2 separate regions of the Columba livia genome follow, and region 1 is linked to region 2. A link is a contact called in public Hi-C data. All regions are on one chromosome and are shown on one strand. The core of a region is the stretch at or near the end of the contact, and the rest is flanking DNA. Distances in the headings are between cores, read along the strand shown.

Evidence for each region. A called contact is a pair of places that touch in the nucleus more often than the background predicts.
Region 1: a contact with region 2 is called in a Hi-C map of liver, with 2.5 times the contacts expected there. The contact joins the promoter of CAMKK1 here to the enhancer-like site in region 2. A contact is called at or near these places in 2 of 2 Hi-C or Micro-C datasets (crop and liver).

What each region holds. Positions count from the first base shown.
Region 1 is chr20:7,206,964-7,211,816 of bColLiv1.pat.W.v2, forward strand. It overlaps CAMKK1 (calcium/calmodulin dependent protein kinase kinase 1), which reads right to left and starts at 3,450. Exons shown (of 17, transcript XM_065037103.1): 1 at 3,306-3,450. LOC110358500 (a long non-coding RNA gene) reads left to right here and starts at 3,564. Exons shown (of 2, transcript XR_002412961.2): 1 at 3,564-3,885; 2 at 4,202-4,853.
Region 2 is chr20:7,039,192-7,043,941 of bColLiv1.pat.W.v2, forward strand. No RefSeq gene overlaps it. Among named protein-coding and RNA genes, the nearest start is that of RABEP1, 2.7 kb to the right of the region's middle. Within about 2 kb of position 1,765, at least 2 of the 3 cell types and tissues checked have an H3K27ac peak away from gene starts, as active enhancers do.

The DNA of each region.
Region 1 (4,853 bases), core at 2,200-4,699, 170 kb after region 2:
TACCATTTTTACAGCCAACTACCCAACTATTTCTTCAGTCATATATTTTCTGATGACTGGGTCACCTCTCTGCATGTTGGACACCTGCTTCTCAAAGCAAGTACCAAAAAAACAAAGCACTGAAGATCACAGGAAAATATACCACAAAGAGAAAGACATAAAAGGAAGAATCTTGGTAAGAGTTACTGTATATCTAGTTTTCCCCAAACGTGTCTGTTTTCCTACCTTTTAAGGCACAAACAACATTTTCTCATACCAGATTTATGCTTGGCTTCTATACTGAGAGCGCAGGCCTTGCTTCTGTCCACAAGACAAAGGGGTAATGTGCCTCCTCACTGGTTCTCAGCAAAAGGAGAGGCTCAGCTTTATCACCACCAGCTGGCCAACTTGGGGAGCAGTGGCAGGGCTGAGCAGCAGCAAACATCTGCCAGGGGCTGTGTGGGGAAAAGAGGGGCTAAAAACCCACCCAAAGCCTTGTTTACCCACCCTCCTTCCAACTCAGCTGTCAGGAGAGCTCCTACTACATCCCGATGCTGCCCAAAGCTGGACTCTGCTGCTGACCCCACACAAACTGCTTTCCCTCCCAACCTTGCGCCTCATTACACTGTGTGACACTGTGCACAGCATCCACACCGAGCCCTGCAGCCAACTGCAATCTCCTGCATCGGCCGAGCCTGCCTGCCTCCCCCAAACCCCGTGCTTCTCGGAGCTTTGAGCTGCTGAGCAGACCCACGGACACTCCACCTGCCCAGCATCCACCTGCTCTTCAGGGTAGTAGTGGGTGTGCTCTCTCCAAGCATCTTCCCAAGGCAGAGTTAATTGCACGTATTGATTGCACGTTATCAAAACAACTGCCTTCCACCACTCCAACACAGACACCATCCTCACACTGAGCTCCCCACCAACACGCATCCCTTCCCCTCCATGAGCTTGGCCCCAATTTGCATCGGATTTATCCTCTTTGCCCCTCAACCAGGCAGATATCATCTGGAGACCCAAACCACCCTGCTAACAGTCCCCAGAAGCCATCCAGCATTCTCAGCCTTTTCCTGATGTCTCTTATAAAAGAAGTTTCTCCTTCCCCTGCTGCTGGGTAGCAATAACCCTATAAAGGCTCTTCTAAGGTCAGCACTGACACTGCACAGAAGACTCAGCTTTCACACAGGCTGTTCTTTCCACAGTTCAAGAGCAGCTGGCACAAATGACTGGGTTAATACACCCTTCAGTTCCTTCTGGGAATGAACACCAGCAAGAGGAGATGCTGTGCTCTGGCAGGCAGACCCGTGGCTGAAGTACAGAGCGACATGCTCAGCATAGTGCCACCTTTTCAAACCCAGCCAAGGTCTAAACCACATCAGTACTTGTGGTGACTGCTACCCAAACAGTGCTTCTTCCTCCAGTAAACAGAGCACTGCAGCGCTGCCCTTCCAAATATCTCCTCTGCCACAGTCACTGATGAGATTCCCACTGCAGCCATCCCAAAAGAGCCCATACAGGCAGAGAAATCCCCCAAACCCTTCCCAGCAGAAGCTGTGCCTTGAAAGTCTCGTTAGTGCAAAGACAATTAATTGTATCAGGCAAAGACACTTAGGGCTTAATGAACACTCTAATTAGGGGGCACCAGACATCTGTGCCCCCAGCTGCACAGGTTTTGAAAGCCCTGGCAGAAGTAAAGCAGCAACAGGCTGTGTGAAGCAAACAGGGGCACCTCACTGTTCTCTGGGGCAATACTGGGACAGCCGAGGTCCCCTTGCAGCACAGCTTCAGTAGAGCCTGGATCAGCAGCTCTGGGGAGCTGCCCAGGGAGAATTAGCACCCGCACATATCCCACTCCGACCTGCAAGACACATTCCAAAAGCAAGGAGAAGAAATAGCCAGAGGTAATTGTAGATTGAAGGCACTTCATGCCAGCGAATGCAGCTTGCCTCAAAAAGGAAAACCATCAGGACCCAGTGGCTCAGCACCTACTGTGACTTAAAGCCCAGCCTCACACCGTATCAAACAATAACATGCCTGAACTCCTGGCTGGAATGATAAGAGGCTGGTGCTTATGCTCCTGGTTGCTAAGATCTGGCCTTCTCCAGGCACGAGCTCAGGGAGCAAGCCCGGGAAAGTGATTTATTGCTGTGCCTGGAGATTAATCCTGTTCACACCACACACCCCAGCCCGAGCATAGGGTGCTGCACAGCAAACTGCGCCATGCGCAGGGACATGTCGGAGCGTGGCCTCTCCATGCTCGCTTTGGTTTTTCTCTTCAAGCAACCGAGATAACAGCCCTCTGCTTGCCTTATCCAGTTTTAAAAGCAACACTTCAAAGTCATCCCATGTCAAACGTCAGAACAAATTGAAGCTGCCAGAGATGCCTCACAGGGAGGAAATTAACACATTATGGGAAGTAGCACTGTAAGCTTAACTGGGAACCATAGACTACTGTAAATAAAAAACCAACAGTTTCATATCAAACAAAACCTTTTCCATTAAGCTACAACAACAAGGTAATTTTACCTTCATCAGAACAGCTGAAGAATGTGACATCCCTGCAGGATCAGCAGTTTCCCTTGTTCACAGCATACAGGCCATTGAGAGCTGCAGCTTGTTTTCCTTCAGAGCCAAGGTGAGCAGAAAGGGGAAAATAAGCTGCTCTTCACGCCAGCCTGGCTGCAAGGTGTGTGCTCAGGACAGAGCAGCTCAGACAGCGACAGCCTAAGCACCGACCCGAGAGAAAATCCAAACTCCGAGGAGCTCAGCCTGACCCCCGAGGGCAGCAAGAAGGATCAGGATGCAGTGACAAACCTTCAAGAAGCTCACCACACTCCTTCTCCTCTGCCCTCTCTAAACCTCAAAAAAGAGGGTGAGAAATGACTGGTTTGATGGGTAAACTGCTCAAAAACCCAGTTTTTAGAGATTTTTTTTTTTTTTCTTCATTAATTTTTGGGCTCGGTGAGAGCGCTGGCGCTGCTGCCGCCCGGCACCACGGCACAGCCCCGGCTCTACCCCGCACGGCCGAGCGCAGCCCCGGGGATGCCCGGCCGAGCGCACCCGTACCTGCGACACCCGGAGCGCTTCACCTGCCCGCGGAGACAACCCGCGCGCGTGCGTCCCCCGCCGCGCTGCACCTGTTCTCGGCCCGGGAGGCGCCGCCGCCCCGGGCAGGGCTGCAGGCGGGCGACCCGCGGGGCGGGCAGCGCGGCCTAAGCCGAGCCGGTGCGCTCGGCCGGAGGAGACAATGGCCCCGCGGCCGCGGAGGGGAGCGGAGCGAAGCCCGCCCCGGGCGCACACGCACGCACCCGCCGCCCCGCGCTCACCTGCGCCCGGCGCCGCCCGAGCTCCGAAGCCGCCGCCGATTTTGCAGCGCCCGGCGAAGAAACTCCCCGGGCTCCGCGCGCTCTATCAGCGCCGCCCCCGCGCCAGCCTGCCCCCCCGCCATTGGCCGCGCTGGGTCCTAGAGCCCCCTGCCCGCCGGGTGTAAATACCCGCCCGCGCGCCCGCTCCCATTGGCTAGCGGCGGCCGCGCCTTCCCGGGGCTCGCGCGGCGGCCGTTGGTCGCGGCCGCGCCGTGGGGGGGGGGGGGCGGTGAGGCGGCCGGGCCGGGCACAGCTGGGGTGCAGGAAAACCCTCGTGTTTCCGGGGTGTGTGGCCGTGGGGTGTCCGACCTGAAGCACAGCTGGGCTGCAGGCAGGCTCTTGAGACCGCATCTGGAATGTTGTGTCCGGTTCTGGGCCCCTCAGTTCCAGCAGGACAGGGAACTGCTGGAGAGGGTCCAGCGCAGAGCAACGAAGATGCTGAAGGGAGTGGAGCATCTCCCGTGTGAGGAAAGGCTGAGGGAGCTGGGGCTCTGGAGCTGGACAAGAGGAGACCTCATTCATGGTTATCAATACATAAAGGGTGAGTGTCAGGAGGATGGAGCCAGGCTCTTCTCGGTGACAACCAGTGATAGGACAAGGGGTAATGGGTTCAAACTGGAACACAAGAGGTTCCACTTAAATATGAGAGGAAACTTCTTCATAGAGAGGATGATGGAGCAACTAATTCCACTGCTATCACACAAGGAATTCCTACAAGCAAATACCCTGGGTTTTTTTAATTTATTTGTTTGTTTGTTTGTTTAATTTCCTACAACCAAATACCAAATGTTTTCATGAATCATATTTTTTGCTTTTCTTTTTTTCCCCCTGCTCTCTTTTGCCTGCTTGGCTCATAGTTGACTGTGCCCCTGGGTCGAGGGGTTCCCACGGCAGCCCCGCTCTCAGCTGTGAAGTGTTTCCTGTGGGATTCCTGAGGATGTTGATTTTGTGACGACTGTGGCTGGGCAAGTTGGGCTCTGCTGTGACCCCACTCGTGGTCAGGGTCCCCATTGGGAGATCTTGGCTTTAGCTGGTGAGCAAGAATTGGATTAAATCCACATCCTGACTCAACCCTGACTGCTGCTTCTCCCCACTGTGACATCAAGTGGATAGGAATGCCTGCGCTTGCTTCCAGTGGGTCTCAAATAATCCTCTGCTTTGGGAACAAATTCATCTCTTAATGTGGGGTTCGTACCTCAAAACAACATGTTAATAACGCAGCTTGTGGTTTACTACTAACTTTGTTTCTCATCCCAAAAAACCCTGCTCAGGTTGTCACTGTGTTTAGAGAAGTGAGACACCAATCACTAAAACAGTGAAGTCATCTTGTAAGCCTTGCAAAGACCAGGAACTTTTTTACTTACTCACTCTGTGGGTATGAGTCTTATAGTCAGACATGCCCTCATGCAATTTACCACCTCCACTCAAGTCTATATTTCCTGCAGAAATGTGCTTTGTCACCCTGGTTGTTTGTAGGCAGCTGAGCAGCTCACTACAGATCAACAGGTT
Region 2 (4,750 bases), core at 515-3,014:
GTCCCTGCTGCTGGATCACACTGAGCATTGCTGGGCGAGGTCTGATGAGCGTGTGGTGACTGACGTGGGCCTTGCTGGTACCCACTCTCTGCTATTACAAAATCCTGCTACGAAAACAGAGCTGGTGGGATGGGCTGTGTGTATCTGCACTTCAACTACTGCCATACAACGTTCTGCATCTCTACTTAAATCACTGATGAAGGCAGATTTGGGTTAAGGCTCAACCCTGCACGGCTAAGCACAGCAGTGCTGGTTTTGTACCTCCCTGCAATGACAATTCCAATGGAGGATTGCTGAGCAAGGTTACCCAAATGACCGTGCTCTTCATGTGTCCTTCGTAACGCACACAAAACAAGTTTCCAATTCGTTGGTTATTTTGCAGTAAGAAAAATTGTTTAGTTTCATGGTACATCACAATGTTCAATGAGCTTGCCCCTTGGGAATCCAGAGAGCTTTCAAATCTTAATATAGACATCTTTTAAATGAGATCATTAATGTGCATATTTCTAAGTCCAGGGCCAATGCAAACACTTCGATTTTTGCCTGCCAGATTTTCATTTTTGGCTTCATTTGCTTCCCATATATTCAAAGAACCGTACCACATGGAATTCTTTAAAGAATAGATGGGATAACATAATTTTTCAATTGCTCTTGAAAAGGTTTTTAACCACATAAACTATTTCAGGGTTCGCTAAGAAGTTACCATTGCAAATAATGTAATTGTTCCAGACCGAATTCCTTGCATTCCAGAATAACTTTTGAAGCAAAGAGCATGACTGGCTTGGGATTTTCAACCAACCTCTTTATGGTAATGCTTACATGAATGTAAATTTTCTCCAAAAGCTTTCCATTAAAAAGAAAGGACCAAAGCCTACAAACACTTATATCTGCAGAACTAATACTTAATGCTAATGACTCATCAATCTCAACAAAAAGAAAATAAATGTTTAAACATTAGGAAACTCTGAACACTTTTTCATTTTAAACAAATAAAAAAGTGAGAAAAACAGCAGACAAACTCTGGCAAACCAAAAGCAAGCAATAAATTCTGCTTTTCCTCTTCTCTTTTGCTAGAAGGACAAGTCTCTTACTTGCCTTTTGAACGAACCCAGGGTTTGCTGTGGTGATCAGCTGAAGTGCCTCCTTAAAGATGTGTGCAACTCCTGCTTCCCTGGGCTGCACCTGGAGTTAAGAACACACAGTTTTTCAGGGTCACATCTCCACATTCAAACCAAACATGTGATCTCACGGTTTGCCCAATGAAGCAGCCCAAAATCTTCACTGTGTAACACCTACAGGTAGCATCACGTGGGACAGATGAGCTGTTGCACTTGAAATGAGTTCTGCTTGCTCAGGCAGAGGGTCCCCAGTTCTGCAATTTTCTTCCTCTACAAGTGCGGTGGAGTCTTGTCTTGGCAAGCCACAAAGCCACTTCCCAAATCTACCTTGTTACTCAGCTTTCTTGGATAAATTGAATTAAACAGTGGGTGGTTTATGAAATGAACTACACAGGGGAGCAGGGCCTGTAATTCACTGCATACTCCTACCATACATGGCAAATCAAAATTCTTTGTGGCCAGTAAAGCAACACAAATGGGAAACAGCACAACTTCAGAGGGTCTTTTTGATCTCCATTTTTATTCTGTGCTACAGGCCAGCTTCTCATTTCCCACACGTCAGCCTGTTTGCACTGAATTCACACCAGATGTAGACTTGGCTTTGCAAGTCCAGAACTTTAGTTTATCTTTTTAAAGACTCTGGTTTCTGTAGAATCGGTTTAGCTGTCGTATACAACAATAGTATCCTGTACCATTCAAAACTAAACCAATTAGTGCTGTATTTTATTAGTCTCGCTTCCTATGAATACAAAGCCTTTGTGATCATGCTCTTCATAGGTCTGATCACAGCCCTGGCCCCCTCATCATCCATATCGAAGGACTTGCTGGAGTGTGCAGTAACTTCCCCCAAAGCTGAGTAATTTGCTGCAAGTGGTAGTAGAATGTATGTTATTGGGTCTTGTCCTGATGGGGAGTTGGGGCATAGACAGGGTAACTCAACCAGACCTCAGATCTGGGACTCGTTTCACAGATAAAGACAGTGATCATTACATTCTCCAAAGCCTAATGAAAACAAATGCTTCACTTGGGGTTAAAGTGCCCCAATTAAAGAAAAAACCAAACACACAAAACCAACAAAACATAAGCCACACAAAGAAAAAACTTTCTACATGCTCAAAGAAATGTAGGAAAAGTTGCATTTGGACCTTGAACGTTCATAAGCACTGAAGTCAGTCAACCACAAGACAGATCAATTAGGAAAACAGATTTAATTAGTTCTTTTGCTACTTATTTATTCTACTTTCCTCAGGCAAAAAGCAAATACTTCTCTCCTAGATGTGTTATGTAAATTACTTCACTACGCTCTTTGCAACCAAAAAAACCACAGTCCCCCTAAGTTTACTCCTGGTCTCCAGACAGCCACTTACTGCTTGTCACTGGATGTTACTGTTTAAACAAAAGCTGCAAACTTATCTTTTCCAGCAAGCCTGCAAGATTAAATTTCGGGCAGAGTGCAAGGTGACAGCTGCTCCTCCAGCCTATACTAACACAGCAGGAAGCTGCATCTTCCATTAACTTGCGTCTCCTGCTCGTGGTACTGATGCTGAAAACATTCATGTTAGACTTTTAGGCCAAACAGGTTTGATAAAAATGCAGGGGATTCCAGGAGTGTTCTTATTTCTGTAGAAGCTTATTCCAGTCTCTGCCCACCTGCAGCTCTCTCGAGCTGACCCACGCTTCAGTGGATCATTAATACGACCACATTTACAGCACGCGGATTGGAATTCAGGATTTTTGGTCTCTGATGGTTCTGCCACTGCAATAGACCTATTCCTATGACTGCAAACTACCACTAAACTTTGCTTATATCCTTTAATGTTTAGCTGAGTCATGTTAGAAAATCCTTTGAGATGAAGGCTCTAAGAACTACAAGTGTTTGGAATTAAATGGGACATTTGGGGGGGCACAGAGAAGTTGCCCAGTTGTTCCAGGTTCCAAGATATTTTGACTGGATTCTACATAAACCTTTGCATCTGTCAAGTTCAATTACTGTTCAGAAAAAGAAGATAAAAATCATACCTATAAAGCCAGTACAGCATCAGATTGCACAACAATAAGGAAAAAACCCAAAACAAAGTACGAGCCCCTTTAGAGCTTCTCTATTCTTCAAACCACTGTGTAAAACCCATTTAATATTTAACCTCAGCAATTCTGATAAAGATTTTGAAATGTCATTCCAATAGTCAATATTTTGGCCAGGGAAGTGATGGAAGGGTTATGATATTCACCCCTTAATAAGTATTGGTAGGTACAACAGATATCAAGCTGAATATTATCTTACTTTCTGTTTGCAGCAGGAGTGATGCATCAGGGTTTGATCCCAGACTGATCAAAACGTGTGGGAGTTTTGCCTTGACATGAGCAAGATGAAAGTAGTTGTTAATACGGGTGGTACCCATATGAACACACGAGGACAGAGTTTCAAGAGCTCAGTTCCCACAGTGTAAGAGTAGATATTCAAGAGGATTTATGTGTTGAATGCTCATAATGTCCAGCTACTTCTAAGGAGACTAAGCAGGAGCTAAGAAATTTGGAAATGCACCTCAAGTGATAGATACTTAGTCCTTTGATCACTTTGTCACTAAGCCTGCAATTCTGTGAGCCATCAGCAGTTCTGGGTTCTCCACACACCCAAAGCAAGCCCTACATATCTCAAGCTGCGAACACTGAAAAGTTAAATCTTTAGTTTAATCCTGCTATTTATAACAGCAAGGACTGTGAAGATTCACCTCAACCGATCAAAATGAAAAGGAATAATTTTCAAAGGCTCCCTATTTCAAGTTTGTATTTCGATTAACTGAGCAAAAATTTAATATGAAATGCAGAATCCCCTGCCTTGCCATACCACATATTTTGACAGCAAGGCCTGAAAAATTGTGGCACCAAGAGAGACACTGTTTAAAAATGACTGATTTTTAGGGTATGCAAGCCATAAGAAAAACAAGTTGCAACTGATTCTGCCCTTGAAGGTCTTGGTATCTTATTCTTCATTTCAACTCTGCTTTCTGTGAGTTTACATGCATTCAAAGGATATAAATCTACTTTTTTATTGGTAAAAACTTGGAGTTTAGATAAGATTTCCCAGTTAGGTGGATGAATGAATACCCTTGTCCACCAACACAGACCAACGCACCACGAAATTCTGGCTTTTTGTGGGGAAGAGACCTATGGCTGGACAGGCTCCTTCAGCCACCCGTCCTCCCCACCCCTGCTTCACTCTGTGCATTATACAGAACAGGATTGTGTTGGTGTCACTTATACCAGCTCCCTGAACAACATTAACTATAGTTTTAGGCCAGACTGAGAGCAGACATGAGGATGACTTCCCGGCCCAGGAGACCTGACGGGCCTGCAGGCCAGGTGGAGGTGATAGGCGAGGCTGAGGGGACAGGGGAGACTGAGGGGACAGGCCGGGCTGAGGGGACAGGCCGAGCTGAGGGGACAGGCAGTGGCCTGGCCCACGACCGGGCCCCATCTGCTGTTTTTTAGACAGCAGATGAGTTTCCCTGGGAAAGCACTGGGTTAGAGAAGGGCAACAATGTATTCGTAATTATGCATATCTAGGGAATTGTGTGGACTTTTTTTTTTTTTCGTCTTCCATGAGAAAGTGCCAGTCCTCAGGGATTTCAGTA